Linked DNA regions of Mus musculus: regions 1, 3, 4 and 5 are each linked to region 2. A link is a contact called in public promoter capture Hi-C data. All regions are on one chromosome and are shown on one strand. Each heading gives the region's core, a stretch centred on a gene start, on an enhancer-like site or on the middle of the called end of the contact. The rest is flanking DNA. Distances are from core to core; before and after follow the strand shown. Region 1 holds the start of Atp5d (ATP synthase, H+ transporting, mitochondrial F1 complex, delta subunit). Region 2 holds the start of Mrpl54 (mitochondrial ribosomal protein L54). Region 3 holds the start of Efna2 (ephrin A2). Region 4 holds the start of Ndufs7 (NADH:ubiquinone oxidoreductase core subunit S7). Region 5 holds the start of Pwwp3a (PWWP domain containing 3A, DNA repair factor).

What was found. Capture Hi-C pulls out chosen DNA fragments and counts their contacts.
Region 1: a contact with region 2 is called in a promoter capture Hi-C map of adipose tissue, with 3 times the contacts expected there. The contact joins the promoter of Atp5d here to the promoter of Mrpl54 in region 2. A contact is called at or near these places in 1 of 39 promoter capture datasets (liver), 1 of 484 Hi-C or Micro-C datasets (B cells), 3 of 115 datasets of contacts at active chromatin or transcription factors (embryonic forebrain, microglia and pancreatic cancer cells) and 2 of 9 other capture datasets (adipose tissue and liver).
Region 3: a promoter capture Hi-C map of liver shows a contact between it and region 2, with 4 times the contacts expected there. The contact joins the promoter of Efna2 here to the promoter of Mrpl54 in region 2. A contact is called at or near these places in 3 of 39 promoter capture datasets (cranial neural crest, liver and pre-B cells), 1 of 115 datasets of contacts at active chromatin or transcription factors (embryonic forebrain) and 2 of 9 other capture datasets (adipose tissue and liver).
Region 4: a promoter capture Hi-C map of liver shows a contact between it and region 2, with 2.8 times the contacts expected there. The contact joins the promoter of Ndufs7 here to the promoter of Mrpl54 in region 2. A contact is called at or near these places in 1 of 39 promoter capture datasets (liver) and 2 of 9 other capture datasets (adipose tissue and liver).
Region 5: a contact with region 2 is called in a promoter capture Hi-C map of liver. The contact joins the promoter of Pwwp3a here to the promoter of Mrpl54 in region 2. A contact is called at or near these places in 1 of 39 promoter capture datasets (liver) and 2 of 9 other capture datasets (adipose tissue and liver).

Annotation. Positions count from the first base shown.
Region 1 is chr10:80,140,731-80,143,768 of GRCm38.p6, forward strand. It overlaps Atp5d (ATP synthase, H+ transporting, mitochondrial F1 complex, delta subunit), which reads left to right and starts at 1,585. Exons shown (of 4, transcript NM_025313.2): 1 at 1,585-1,876. The coding sequence starts at 1,736.
Region 2 is chr10:81,265,204-81,268,289 of GRCm38.p6, forward strand. It overlaps Mrpl54 (mitochondrial ribosomal protein L54), which reads right to left and starts at 1,723. Exons shown (of 3, transcript NM_025317.2): 1 at 1,570-1,723; 2 at 448-604. The coding sequence starts at 1,687. Apba3 (amyloid beta (A4) precursor protein-binding, family A, member 3) reads left to right here and starts at 2,969. Exons shown (of 11, transcript NM_018758.2): 1 at 2,969-3,086.
Region 3 is chr10:80,178,122-80,180,902 of GRCm38.p6, forward strand. Efna2 (ephrin A2) reads left to right here and starts at 1,361. Exons shown (of 4, transcript NM_007909.3): 1 at 1,361-1,769. The coding sequence starts at 1,642.
Region 4 is chr10:80,247,956-80,250,813 of GRCm38.p6, forward strand. It overlaps Ndufs7 (NADH:ubiquinone oxidoreductase core subunit S7), which reads left to right and starts at 1,494. Exons shown (of 8, transcript NM_029272.4): 1 at 1,494-1,536. The coding sequence starts at 1,521. n-TFgaa3 (a tRNA gene) reads right to left here and starts at 1,081; the gene lies at 1,009-1,081. It overlaps n-TNgtt7 (a tRNA gene), which reads left to right and starts at 1,204; the gene lies at 1,204-1,277.
Region 5 is chr10:80,225,024-80,227,989 of GRCm38.p6, forward strand. It overlaps Pwwp3a (PWWP domain containing 3A, DNA repair factor), which reads left to right and starts at 1,575. Exons shown (of 14, transcript NM_023431.5): 1 at 1,575-1,681.

The sequences.
Region 1 (3,038 bases), core at 335-2,834, 1.1 Mb before region 2:
AGAACAGTGCTCGTTGCTGATCTCTGAACTATCTCTCCAGCACCCTAGGTTTAGTTTTTAGAAGACTTGTCTGGTAAGGCACAGTGGCCATGGGGGTAGGAAGAGGACACTCACCACCGGACAAGCATGATCTTTCTAGCGTTGAGTTCTTACTTCATGGAGCATTTGAGTAGATATGGGATCCTGGGACGGGTATGGGTGTGTGTGTGTGTGTGTGTGTGTGTGTGTGTGTGTGTGTGTGTGTGCGCGCGCGCGTGTGTATCTGTTTAAGAGCTGGAGTAGGGAAGGGAATGGGGTTTCTAGCTGCCCACTGCCCAGGGAAACTGTCCAGATTATAGAGACTGGGAACTAGGTGTCTCTCATAGAGATTGATTAAGGCCAGGACTGCTGGCTTTTGAGCAGGTCTGCGTGCCAGAGTCTCTAGTTAGTAGAATAAGTTTGTAGTCTAGCTTGTAGTCTTGCATCTGCCAGGCTCTGGTTCAAGGGTGACCACGACCCTCTAGCTGCCAGCTGCTCCTCTAAGATCCAACAAAGCTAATGGCTTTCCTTCTGTTTGCCCCATCAAGCCTATGCCTGCATTTTCTGTGAACCTACGTGGTGGGGCATGGGGACCAAGAGCTGAGCGGAGGCCGGAACCTGCGTGAGTGCGGGGGCAGGGTGATGACGTCATGACCGAGAGCGAGGCTGCGCGGACAAGACTGGCGTCAGTGGGGCCCCTTGGCCGCCTGCGCACGGGCTCCTGCGTCAGTGGCACGCAGGGGCGGAGGCCCGCAGGGAGGGGACTGCGGAGAAGAGCGAGTACATCTCCAGGTTTCGCGCGCCCTCTGCCGCCATCCGGTGCACTTCTTTCCTGGCACGACCTCTCCCCAGCACGCACCGCAGCGGGCATCATGAAATTTAATTATTTATTTAGCAGCTTCTCATGATGTAGTCCTGGTTGGTCTCAAACTCATGGAGCCCCGCTTGAGTCTTCCTCCGGGGAGTTGGGATTAACTGCGCCTGGCATATGCATATATATATATGTGTGTGTGTGTGTGTGTGTGTGTGTGTGTGTGTGTGTGTTTCGAGATAGGATTTTTCTGTATAATCCTGGCTGTTGGCTGTCCTGGAACTCACTCTGTAGACCAGGCTGGTCTCAAACTCAGAAAGCCGCCTGCCTCTGCCTCCCAAGTGCTGGGAATAAAGGCACGCGCCACCACTGCCCATCTATATTTGATGCACTTTTGGAAATAGGTTGTTCCGAGTGCGGGGATTGCAAGAGTGTGTCACCGCACTCTACATTTTAATTCTTCTGTTCCAACACGTTACAGGTTTGCTTCTTCTGGGCCTCGAATGCTTGGCACCTGATATCAAGCCCATATCATTTCCGCGCAAACATTCCCCTCCTGAGGGAATATGTTCGTTTGCAGAAAGAACCGCATCCCAAGAACCCAGAGTCGTTTGCTGTTAGAAGGCGAAGAAAACTACAATTCCCAGAATGACCCACCCGGCATAGGAGGATCCCACTTCTAGGCATCACTGCAAGGGGTGGGGCCAAGGGAAAGTATACCTCCCAGAATGCTCAGCGCGTACTGCATCGCGCAGCCTTCGGAGAATCCTGTGCGCGTGCGTTCTTGTGGGAACTGCGCCTCCCAGAAGGCACCGCGCGTCGTCCTTCTCCCTCCCTGAAGGCCGCCTCGCTTGCCCAGTGTGTCGGCCGCCCGCGAAGCTAGAGTCCACTGACTTTTCCGCCACCATGTTGCCCGCCTCACTGCTTCGTCACCCGGGCCTGCGCCGCCTGATGCTTCAGGCGCGTACATACGCCGAGGCCGCCGCTGCACCTGCCCCCGCCGCCGGGCCCGGACAGATGTCCTTCACCTTTGCCTCCCCGACGCAGGTACGAACTCACATCCCCCAGACTCGTCAAGCCCCTGATCTGACCCGTGGAAGAGGTTCTCTTGTATTAGGTCATTTGTTTCATCCCCATGGGGCCCTGTGAACCTCCCCCCACCCCAGACCTCACCCCTGGATGGGGTCACCTGGACCCAGGGCTCGACCTCAGTGTTCACTGAAACTTCATGCTCCACCCCTAAGGGCGTCACCTGGACATAAGACTCCACCCTCTGGGAGGTGGATCACCTATATCTGGAACCCAGATTTTGCCTTCACAAACCCTTCTGTTTTGGGGTGTTCTAGGCTCTACACCTTGGTGGTGGTCACTCAGGCCCTGTCCTTGGGTGTTGTACCCGAGATTGATATGAACCCCAGGCTCTACTCAAGGCTTAGGTGGTGTCACTTGGAGCTAGGATGAACAATGGAGCACAGAGCAATGCCTTTGGGTTTTACATGGCTCACAGTTTCTACCCGTGGGGGATTCCCCAAGTCCCCAAGCTGTTGCCCAGATAGGGGTCACCAGTACCCAGACCTGGAGCTCTTGGAAATTGCCTGGACCCAGATCCTGAAGGAGATTTGGACTCAGAACAGAAGCCTGGCCACTGTTGGGGTCACCTGGGATTGACCGAAGCTCCTCATCCTGTTGGGTTTGCCTGGACCAAATATCCTTTTTTTTTTTTTTCTTTAAAGATTTACTTATTTATTGTATGTAAGTAAACTGTTTGTTTTCAGACAAACCAGAAGAGGGCATCAGTTCTCATTATGGGTGGTTGTGAGCCACCATGTGGTTGCTGAGATTTGAACTCAGGACCTTCGGAAGTGCTCTTACCCACTGAGCCATCTCTCCAGCCCTGGACCTAATATCCTTAATTGGATAGACCTTAGCCAAGGTTTTACCAACTTACAGCCATGCTATTTGTAAGCCTGGGTTGGTTTTACACTTTTGACTACCTCATAGCAACTTCCTGAGTGGTTGTGAGACAGCCTTTGGGTTTCTCAGAAACCCCATACCAGGGGCTGGATCAGCACGCTGCACTACACTGCATTGCCCTCTGTTTCAGTCACCTCTTCTAGACACTCTTTTAGACATAGACATTTCACAGGTGAGCAAGCTGAGTCTAATGTCAGCTCTTGGTAGTGTCTGTGTCCCATCAGAATTCCATCCT
Region 2 (3,086 bases), core at 473-2,972:
TTGGCTCTGTCCTTCCCCAGGACCTTTGCACAAGGCACACCTTCTACTACTTGGTCCTGGATCCATGTGGCCTCCCCAGGAAACACTTATTGCCCAGTCTGCATCCCACTGCCCCTGCCTCTCCCAATCTCCTGAGAATGTAGCCCACCATATCTGCCTGCTCAGGTAACTGGTTCCCAGCTTGCCCTGGGAAGGGGATACTTGTGCTGTTGACCAACCCTCTGGGTCCCTGGAACAAGGGTAGCTGGGGATCAGTCATAAATGTCAAGAAGCAGAGTCCTGCTGCCCCCTTCAGCCTTTGGGGACATATGGTCTTGTGTACTCACTGGCATCCAGAACCACCCATGACAAGGGTAGACGAGCACAGCAGGCCTCAGGGGGCTATCCTGGAGCCCCATGTTCCTGAAGGCTGGGTGTCAGGATTCCTATGCAGTGTGGTACACTCACCATGTGGGGTACTCGGAGTCTGCCTTCAGGGCCACATCCTGGCCTTCCTTGTAGATGTTGACCCCCATGGCATGTGTGGTGAGCTGAGTGGGGTCTGTGCACACCTCGGGGTCCTTCAGGGCCTCAGCGGCCACGCCGCCCTTGCCGCCCTTGCCAACTGCACAGTGAGAGAACGGGACACTTCAGCCTGCCCAGCTCTGCCCTCCTTCAACCCTCCTTTGTGTGGCCTCCAACAACCAACAGCCCCAGCTCTCTCCATGCATAACAGGGTCCCTTGTTATGGCACAGACCTGTCCCACTCCCGTGGGCCCTGAAGGCCCAGCCCATACTACACAACCCCTCTTCCATTCAGTGATGTTGACATGGTGGCACATGCCTGGCATCCCAGCATTCTGGAGCTGAGGCTGGGGAGTCATAAGACCCTGTCTCAAAAAAAAAAACAAAAAACCAATTCTGAGAAGAGAGAGATGGCTCGGTAACTCTAGGCCAACTTGGCAACATTTTTTTTTTTTTTTTTTGAAGACAGGGTATGTCATGATGTAGCTCTCCTGGAACAACACAAAAAAGTAAACACTAAAAATATTTTTGAGATGGGGTCTTCCTGGCAGGCCTGGAACTCACAGAGATCACTCTGCTTCTCTGCTGGGATTAAAGGTATCACGTTCGCCTCAAAGCGTAATTTTTAAATAATTTTAAATAATGATTATCACGGGTGTGTACACTGTCACAGTGCTTGTGGGATTGGTCATCTCCTTCCCTGCTTATGTGGGTCCTGGGGATCAAACTCAAGGCTTTCCAGGCAAGCACCTTGCACAATGAACCAACCTGCCCACCCACATTACTTTTTAAATTAAAATAATGACAATAACTTAGTTGATGTTGGTTATGTTTGGTGATTTACTCAAAGTTGAAGCGTGACACCCAGCCTGGTCCCGCCCTGTCCCACAAGGGCCGCGCCTGCGCACTGAGCGTAGAGGCTAGCGGCGCACCCGCAGGCCTCACTACGCTAGCACGCACCGTTTGGCCTCCGTAACGCTGCGCCTGCGCAGTCAATCCTCAGAACCCCACCTCCCCAGCAGCGCTCCGGCCGTACCCACTTTGGTTCCTTCGGAGCCAACTCACCTGGCTTTTTAGCATATTCCCGGATAGAGAATCCTCCAGGTCTTCTGAGGACCGGGAGCGCCCGGGGATGCCAGCGGGCCCACACCCGGGAAGCCCGGAGGAGATGGGCGGCCGCCATGACGCTGGCCGGCCGCTCGCACGTGCAGACTTCCGTGTTACGTCAGCCCTCCAGATCGGCTTTGGAGGTGTTGGAGGCGCCGCGGCCTTCTGGGAAATGTAGTCTTTAAAAAAAAATTTGCCCGACTAACGACTAATTTTAACTTCTGTAGCTATCGACCGTTCAAAGAATATTTCATTAAATTCTTGCCCCCAGTTCAAATGGTGATGGCACACCTTTAATCCCAGTACTCTGGAGATACAGGTAGGAGGATCTCTGAATTCAAGGTTAACCTTGGCTACTGCTTGAGTTCCAGGACAACCAAGGCTACACAAAGAAACCCTGCCTCAGACGATGATGACGACAACAACAACAAGTATTTAGATCTTTATTTACTTTAAATGTCACAGCAAAATCATGCTTATATCCCTTGTGGAATTTTTGAAAGCTTAAAAGTTAGGACAGTCAGTTGTGATGTGGAGGTGGAGGCAAGAGAATCAGGAGTTTGGGTCGATCTGTCCTACACAGCAAGTTTGAGGTCAGCCTTGGCTATATGAGATCTTGGCTTAAACATATGGGTAGCTGAGAATGATGGGAGTGATGAACCCCAGCTTAATCCCCACACTTGGGAGGCAGAGGTAGGTAGATGCCTGTGAGTTCCTGGCCAGCCTACTCTACATAGTGATACGTATGTGTTCTATTCACTAATAGAAAAAAGTGGGGTTTGGTGATTGGGGCTTCGTAGCAGAAATGGAGGCTGGATGCACACAGGAAGCTGAGGCAGGAGGATCAGGAGTTTGAAGCCAGCCTAGGCTACATGAGACTCTCAAGAATAAATAGACTAGTACTAGAATCTTCTAGACTCATTGCTAACAAACCTAACCAGGTGAACTCTTTTTAGATCACACAGTTAAGTTTAGGAATTATCATTGTCCCTAATCTATATGTAGGACCGTGATGCAAATTCCAGTGTCAACTCAAGTCTAGATTGTACCGTTATAGATCCTTACTGGGATACAAAGTGGAAGTCCGTCCTCAATAACTTCCATTCCCACTTTTCCTTTGCACTCCAAATTTTCAAGTCATGGCTCTCTTTACCATCCCTGGTTTCTGCCCATGTCCTACCTCAGCCGTTACACTCTGAAGTGATGCAGAACCCGATTTTAGAAAAGAAAAGCCAGTTTGAGCCTCGCCTCCGTTCTTGTAGTCTCGGGATTCGAACCTGAGCTCTACTATCTATACTGCAACACTGGCGAGTCCCCGGAAGGAGAGAGAGCGGACTCGAGGACTACATTTCCCAGCAGGCCGTTTGAGAGTGTGTATGCGCAATAGTCCTGGATGGTGCAGTGACCGATGATCCGGTTCCAAAGCTGGGATCCCAGAGAGCTGCTGACTCTTCTGGAAGGACGGGCGGACCGTC
Region 3 (2,781 bases), core at 111-2,610, 1.1 Mb before region 2:
GCGGCAGGCAGCTCTCAACTCGGTGGCCCCAGCATGCAAATGAGGCCTGGTGATGTGGCCTCCTTGCTAGGTGTCCTTGTGACTGGCCCTGGTGATTGAGAACCTAACAGATACAGTCTAGTAGATGAGACTACCCTCTTGGTTGCCCTCCCCATTGCAAAGGGGGTGCTCATGTCCCAGACAGGGCAGCTCCCCAACATTCACCTTTATGGGCAGAATGCTTAGACATGTGGCCCTGTGTCCTGTGGGTGCCACCAGGGCTTGACCTGGAAATCCCAGAATACCCTTGACAGCCAAGTTCAGGTCCCCAAGTAAAGCCGGGCCTACAAAGAGGAGAGACATATTTCAGTGGAGAGTGGGGACAGAGCACTTCCAGGTCTGGGTAAAGATTTCACATCTGTGCCCACCCAGTGTGTGTGTGTGTGTGTGTGTGTGTACACACAAGCACAAGTGAACACATGTTTATGTGTGTGGCATGTGGGGAACTTGTCACAGAAGGCCACATATCTAATTTCTACAGTGCCACCCTGGCCTTTTTGGTCCCAGGTAATAATAACACTGGCCAGCTTTAGCTTTTCCCAGTCCGCACACAGAAGGACATTTTAGAATCCAACTGCTCTGTGGTCCCCAACACCAAGCACAGGACCCAGCAAGTGAAAAACAAGCCAGCAAACCCATCTGGTTCACACAGCTCTGATCTAGGTGTTGTAGGGAAAGCCCTCCCTGAGCGAGCAAGCGAGCGAGTGTCCTTTCACCTGCCAGGAATTGGGGTGATTCCCAGAGTTCCTGAAGTGACTCCCAGAGGCCTCAAGGATGTACAGTCGAGGAGGATGGAAAGCTAGGAAAGGGTGACTTGGAACTTTAGTTCTTTTCTGCTGCGGTTTCATGTAGCCCAGGTTGGCCTAGAACCCTCTATGTAGCCGAGGATGACCTTGAATGTCTGATCCTTCTGCCTCAGCCTCCCGAATGCTGGGAGGGCAGGTGTGCACCACCACAACTGGCCTACGACTTCTTTGTTTTATCAGATCTGATCTGACACTGTAGCCTAGGATGGCCTGGAACTCGCGTCAATCCTCCTGCCTCAGCCTCCTAAGTACTGAGATGCCAGGCGCGGCGCAAACAAGCACTTCGCTACAACCTACCCAGGGTGGGGCCACAAAGCCCCCCCACCCCCGCACAAGCTCAGCGCTCTGGGGTCCCCTTCCCGATGCGGGAGGCTAGGGCGGGACCCTGGGGATCCGCGGCAGAGTCTGCGCGAGTCTGGCCGGGGCGGGGCCCGGGCAGAGGCTTGGAGGGTCCGGGGCGCGGCGGGAGGGGGCGCCCGCGACCCTCCAAGACGCTCCAGCGGGGACAAAGGCGAGGGGAGCCCCCGCGCCCGGGGAACCCGGGAGAGCGCCTTGCGCAGTGCACCGCTCGGGCCTCTGCCCCGCGCCGCCGTCGCCGCCGCCGCCGCCGCCGCCGCCGCCGCCTGGTTTCTCGGCGCCCGCGGTCTACGGCGGGGGCCGCGCGCAGAGGCGGGGCGGCAGATCTCCAAGCGCGCGCGGCGCTCCGCCCGCTCGGCGGCGGAGGCGGAGGCGGAGACGGCGGGGCCAGGCGGCGGCTGGAGAGCGAGGGAGCGAGCGCGGCGGCAGCACCGGGGCCATGGCGCCCGCGCAGCGCCCGCTGCTGCCGCTGCTGCTGCTGCTGCTGCCGCTGCGTGCGCGCAACGAGGACCCGGCCCGGGCCAACGCTGACCGATACGCAGTCTACTGGAACCGTAGCAACCCCAGGTGAGCTTGATTGGGGGAACCCCCGGGGACCCCAAGAGGCCCCAGCCCTGGGGATTGCAGCGCACGGACCTCCTCCTGAACTTCGGGGGTGCCTAGTATTCCCCCAAGAGCTCCTGGACTTTGGGGGAAGCCCTCTGCACCCTCAGACTCAGGAGTTCCTTCTCTGTACTTGCTTGGGGGACACCCTTGAACCCCTGGCCTCTTGGAGGAGGGAGCACCCTGGAGGGCTGAGGGTTTGGCAAATATCCCTGGGGACTTCCCTTCCACCCAAGGAATCCCCGGACTTGGCTCTTTTGAGAAGGTTCTGAGAGTCCTGTCTTTGGTTCTCCAGATGAACTTGGGGAAGTTACAAAATCCCCTTTCTACCCCTATGTTCACTCGTTCACTCCAAGGGGTGCTCCAATCCCCCAGACACTTTAGAGGAACAGAGGGGACCAGGCACCAAAGCGACGGAGGTCAGTTTGAGGGGTGCAGCCTAGGCTTATCGTTTTCCACCTTTGTAGCTGCGGGGGGAAACTGAGGTGCAGGAGCCAGGAGGGGCTGCCTCAAGGTCATGCCCAGAGAACTGGTGCTAGGGCTGGAGACCCTGGTGGTACCCAGCCTGCCACACCCAGCAAGGCACCGGGTCCTGCCTGTCTGTTTGGTGGCACCCCATGGGTCAGACCCTGCCAGGCACTGGGTACAGTCAGGGGACACAGCAGAAGCCACTGTTACAGGCTGAGTAAAAAGTTTACAGCCACTGACCACATTCTGGAAAGCATAGAACCTTCCGGGTCAGAAGGGTCTCAGAAGTGGGGGCATGCTGGAGGGTGTCTTGGGAGATAGGCTTTGGGGTTCCAAGGCTTGGGTGCAGTATAGATCGAGAGTCCCCATGTGTCCGAGGCTGGCCAGTGAGGAACTTAGTTGATGGATCAGCCAAGCTGCCCTCTTGATCCATCAACAGAAAGTTGCAAAAAAAAGGTGGTCTTTGAGGCAAGCTGTGGCACAAGGGCCAACAGTGTCTCTCGGTGGG
Region 4 (2,858 bases), core at 244-2,743, 1.0 Mb before region 2:
CGTGCTCATGTGTGTGTGTGTCTGCGAGTGTGTGTGCTCATGCAAATGTGCAGCATGAGCCATTGGTACCCATGCCTGGGACAACTTTCGGACTCCAGTTCTCTCCTGCCACCTTGTGGGATCTAGAGATCTAACTCAGGTCTAGCAGCAGTCAACTGCTTTTATCCACTGAACCAGTTCAGACCTTTATCATTCTCATTATCATGGTTGGCCTTGAGTTTGCTGTCTAGCCAAGGACTCCTAACTCTCCTGCCTCAACCTCCCCAGGGCTGGAATGACAGGCACGCCACACATGCCTTGTTTATGTGGTGCCGAGGTGGAACCAGGGTCTTCTGCGTGATAGGAGAGAGTGCTCACTAACCACCTACATTTATTCATTTTACTTTATTATTTTATGTGTGGGTGTTTTGACTGCATGCATGCCTGGTGCCTGGAGAGATCAAAAGAGCCATCAGAGACCCATGAATTGGAGTTTTAGAAGGTTATGGGATGCTGGGAATTGAATTCCCATTCTTTTGAAAGAGGAACCAATGCTCTGCTGAGCCATTTTAAAAAAATGTTACCTTTGGGAGGCAGAGGCAGGTGAATTTCTGAGTTCAAGGCCAGCCTGGTTTACAGAGTGAGTTCCAGGACAGCCAGGACTATACAGAGAAACCCTGTCTCGAAAAACCAAAAAAGAAAAAAAAAAAAAAGTTACTTAACAACATCATTACCAACAACAATAATAATTTTGGCTTTTTGAGAGGAAGAACTTGTCCTCGTACACATCCTCCTGCTTCTCTGGGGTGCTAGTCTGACAGGTGTGTAAACAATTCACCCCGATACTTTTACATTTCATAGTCAGTAATGGCTTTAGACCTATTAATTGGAAGAATGCAGGACTGATTGCTAATATGTAAATAGAACGTAAAAGTTCAACATTGGATTGGACTAATTCAAGACTGTGGTTCAAAACGAATCAAAAATCTCAAAAACGGAAGACAGGTTCATCAATGAGTTAAAAACACTTGCCGAAACCCGGGATCGAACCAGGGACCTTTAGATCTTCAGTCTAACGCTCTCCCAACTGAGCTATTTCGGCGACGCGCTGTTTGTCGGTAACACCCTCCCTCCGCCCCGTGCCATTGCTTTAGCGCGCAAGCGCACTTCACAATTTGTCTGTCAAACCTTGTAGGGTTATACTATAAGCAGCTGACTAATGTCGTCTCTGTGGCGCAATCGGTTAGCGCGTTCGGCTGTTAACCGAAAGGTTGGTGGTTCGAGCCCACCCAGGGACGACCACAGCGACTTTTTCATTCCCTAATACTGAATAAAGTGGAAGTTCTTTATTTTGTCGCTGTTTCCTGTTTGTCACAGGACGACCGTGGCGCACTCTGCGCGGACGCGACCACAGGTATAAAGCGGGTCAGAACCACTCGGCTTGTGGTGCGGGTTTCCGCTGGTGTCTATTTGGGCGTTGGACTAGAACCGGAACTCTTTGGAGGACGGACCGCAGAGGTTGTCTGAAGGCCGAGGCCAAGATGGCGGCGCTGGCGGGTGAGTGAAGCCCTTGCGGTCGGGAGAGTGGCGTAGTCCTGGGCTCCGAGCTGGCGCTGCGGGGACCTTGGAGCCCAAGCCTAGTGTTGAGAGGCGTTGGGACCGTAGAGACCTATAGGTCAGATCCCAGCCCTCGGTAATGTCGGTGTCTAGCATTAGGCCGAAGCATGTTTGAATTCACGTTACACAGTTCTGCATGGTCTACATAGCAAGTTGCAGGCCTCCTGCTATCGTCCCTGATTATAGTCGGGAACGCTGAGGCCTGTGTATCTTCCAACCTCAGGAAGCTGACTGCAGAAACCCGGCTGATGTCCCCGAAGCACAGAGTGGGACAGGGGAGAGGCCCAGGACACTTAGGCCACCCACCCGGTGGCTCTTTCCATCTCATCCCCAACCTGGACAGCTAGCAAGGGCCTCTAGAGCAGATGTCTTAGTTTCCCTGCCAAAGCTTTGGTGTCTTTCTCTTTATGTACAGGGATTAAACACCTGTGCAGTTTGGTAGACGTGAGCGACAGTTGCTAAGTGGAACCTCCCATCGCCTAGCAGGTTGCAGTGTTAACATAAGGAGTGGGAGAACTCAGGAAGTCGGGTCTAACTCCTTCTGTGTTTTGTTGTTGCTTTGAGACAGTGTCTGATGGGTCCTAGCTCAAACTCTATACTGTGGGTGATCTTGAAGGCTTCATCCGAATGCCTTCACTGCTAATGCTGGGATGGCAGGTGTGCACAGTCAAGCCCATTTATACAGCACCAGGGATGGAACTAAGAGCTTGGTGCATGCCAGGCAGGGACTCTGCCAACACAACTCCAGCCCCAAATGCCTGCTTTGGAGACAGGATCTCATGTATAAGAGGCTGACTTTGAACTCCTGATCCTCCAGGCTCTGACCCCAAATACTAGGATGACAGACTTACTACTATACCCAACATTATTTTTTCTTTTAAAGATAGGGTCTTCCTGTGTGGCCTAGAGTCATATCAAACTCATGTTCCTGCTACAGTCTCTCATTGCTGGGGTTACAGACCCCACCACTGTACCCAGCCCAGCTGTGATGTAGCCCCCTTGAAGAGTGGAGGGCTTGGTGATTCGTGGTGTTGACTGCTGGCGCCTGAATTCACTCAGGCTCAGCTGTGATCTTGCTGGTGACAGTTAATAGACCTTACTGTGGTCCTATTTGAAGGAGAAACTAACACCTTAGAGACAACAAGGAGGATGTTTGCTGTAAGGCATTGTACTGTACAGCTGTGATCCCATCCCTTGGGACGCTGAGGCAGGATGAGCCTAGCCTGGGCTATACTGGATCCCTGCTTCAAAAGAAGGGCACT
Region 5 (2,966 bases), core at 325-2,824, 1.0 Mb before region 2:
GTTACTAAATGGATGGGTTGATTAGTAAACGGCTAAACTGATGAATGGGTTGGTTAACTGGTGACTGGGTTTAACTAATTCCTTACATTACCATCTTTTGCTCACTGCTTCTGCTTCAATTGTGAACCTATAGAACCAACCTTGCTGAGAGACCTGGCCATCCCATGCATCCCACGGACACGCTCACACCACCCACTCACCCACATCCCCTCCACCACGCATAACCTCCAAGCTTATGCAGACCAGTAATGCTTGGTGGTGACAATGTGACAATCCTCACTTCAAGAGAATTACCTGAGAATCAGTGGCCTAGAACACACACACACTGCCCACTTTGGCCAGTGCTGTCAGGAGACCCTAGTACTGCCATCTAAGCTTCTGGGCCTGGGATTCCTGACCCCATGTCACTTGTGGCACAAGCCACCATCCTAATGACACCCAGGGTGCAGGCCCGTCATCTCACCTCTGTGGCCAACAACAACACTTGTTCTCCATCTGTAATAAGCACAGTAGAAAAACACTTAGGTTGGAGAGATGGCTCTTCCAGAGGATGGAGGTTCAAATCCCAGCACCCACGTGGCCCCTCACAACTTCCTGTAGTACTCCAAGATCTGATGGCTTCACACAGACATGCATGCAGGCAAACGCCAATGCGCATGAAATGGGAATAAGTAAACCATTTTAAAAAGGAAAAACAGTCATGAGAGACCAGGTCAGTGACATTGCTCAGGTGAGCAGCCTAACTGCCTTAGTTAAGAATTTGAGTGTGAACCTCACCTGCAGTGGTGGCACACGCCTTTAATCCCAGCATTTGGCAGGCAGAGGCAGGTAGAGTTTGAGGCCAGCCTGGTCTCTACAAAGTGAGTACCAGGACAGCCACAGCTATACAGAAAGATCCTGTCTCAAAAAAACAAAAACAAAAACATTTGTCGGCAGCCAAACTGGAAACTTCCAGTTCTAGAAAAGTCCATGGATACAGGTCCTGGATGCAGCCCCCCTCCCTCCCAGTCGCTGACTATGCTTGGGGACCTAGGTATGAGGCCATCTCACATTCTATTTTCCACTTCAGGACTTGGGCATCCTCACTGGATGGCTTTTTTTTTTTCCCACATAGGTGGGATAACTTCCTTCTGGGGTGGGAATCGGGTTACTTCGGAAGCTGGAAGGTACTAGAAGTCTGTGAGGAGCTCGTGAGGCCTTCGCCTTCCCAACCCCCCTCTGTCTTCGCATAGCTGCTCGCAGGCGGAAATCTGTCTGGAAAAAGGGCCCACTTTCCGTCTCAGGAACCATTGCAGGATGTAGGAAAACTGGGGCGTGGACTACGGGCTGAGGCGTGGTCTAGGGAGGCCGCCGCCGTCTGTGGGAGGGGCCATGATGTGAGCTCCATCTTCTTATTGGCCAGCAGCGGGGGGTGGGACTTGGAGCGGGCCTCCCGGTCTACCCTGCCTCGGGCCCAGGGGGAGCCCTCGCCGCGCACTCCACAAGTTGGGCAGGAGGGAAGGCGGTGGAGGGCGTGACCGATGGGCTGAGGCGTGGCCCGCAGGAGGTGGCGCGCTCTTGGGGGGCGGGGTCGAGGCGCAGGTACGCAGTTCCCATTGGGCGGCGGCGCGGGCGGGACTCGGCGCCGCTGTGAGGCAGGCCCCGCCCCTAGCCCGCGGGGATCTGCGCGGCGGCGGAGGCGGTGAGCGCGCGGGCTTGCGGCGGCGGTTGGCGGGCGGGCTTCCGCCGTTGGGACCGCCGCGGCCTGGTCGCTCAGGCTCGGACGCCGCGTCAGGCGGGCTGGGTGGGTGAGCCCGCTGCGGCCTGGGGAGGGCCGGGCGGGGTGCAGGCGGAGAGCCTGGGGAAGGGCGGCGGCTGGGCTGGACCAGCTGGGCCGCGTCCGGTTCTGCGCAGGGCCCACGTGCGGCCGAGGCCCCTGGGGGGCTGAGAACCTCGTTTCCTGGTGCAAACCCTGTGTTTCTGACCTAAGTCCCCTTCTCTGCAGCCTGAGCCCCATCCCTGCCGAGAGCCTCGTATTTCCGGCCTGATCCCTATCTTCTGCAGCCTGAACCCCGTATTTCCGGCCTTATATCTCTCTTCTGCAACCTGAGCCCCGAGTTTCCTACCTTATACCCCTTTTTTGCAGCCTGAACCCGTGTCCTTGCTAAGACCCCGAGTTTCCTGCTGGAGGCCCCTTATTGACCGGATACCTCGACCTCTGCAGTATCAACCCAACATTACACACATACACACACACACCCCGTGCCGCCTGAATCGTGAATTTACTGCTTGGTACCCTGTCTCAGCAGCCTGAATTTATGTCCTTGCTGAAAATTCTGGATTTCTTGCCTTATTTCTTCCCTTTGACCCCCTCTCTGCAGTCTAAGCCCCCAATTTGCTGCTCGAACCTTATCCCTGTTGTGAACTCTGAGTTTCATGTCAGAATCGCAGTCTCCGCGCCCAAACTCCCTCTAGCCTGACCTCCCATTCATTGCTGTAAACCCTATATTTCCTGCTGAACTCAAGTTTCTGCAGCTTGAATCTCAGTTCCTCTGTGAACCCCATCTTTGTTTCCCTACTGCAAACCCCACCTCTTTTACCTGACTCCTACCTGAACCTCTTTCTTTGCTATGGACATATTTGCTGCCCAAACCCCAGTCCTTGTTACCTGAGCCTCATCTTTTGTTGTCTGAGTTCCCATAACGCTGCAGAGCCCTTGTTATCTCCTGAAACCCCACCCTGCTTTAATGAACTCCCATCCTTGCTGGGAACCCTGTTCCCCCAACTCTGCTGCCTGTAATCCCTCTGGAAAACCTTTCCTGCTTCTACGATCCCTTCTACTACATAAACCCTTGTTTCTGCTGGTAGTTCCCTTGTTCCTGCCGTCCTTCCTGCTGCTTTGGTCCCCCTTCCCCCATCTTTCCATTTCTGTTCACAGCCCTGGCTGCTTCTGCCAGAACCCTGCATCTGTCCCTGTCCTTCCAGGG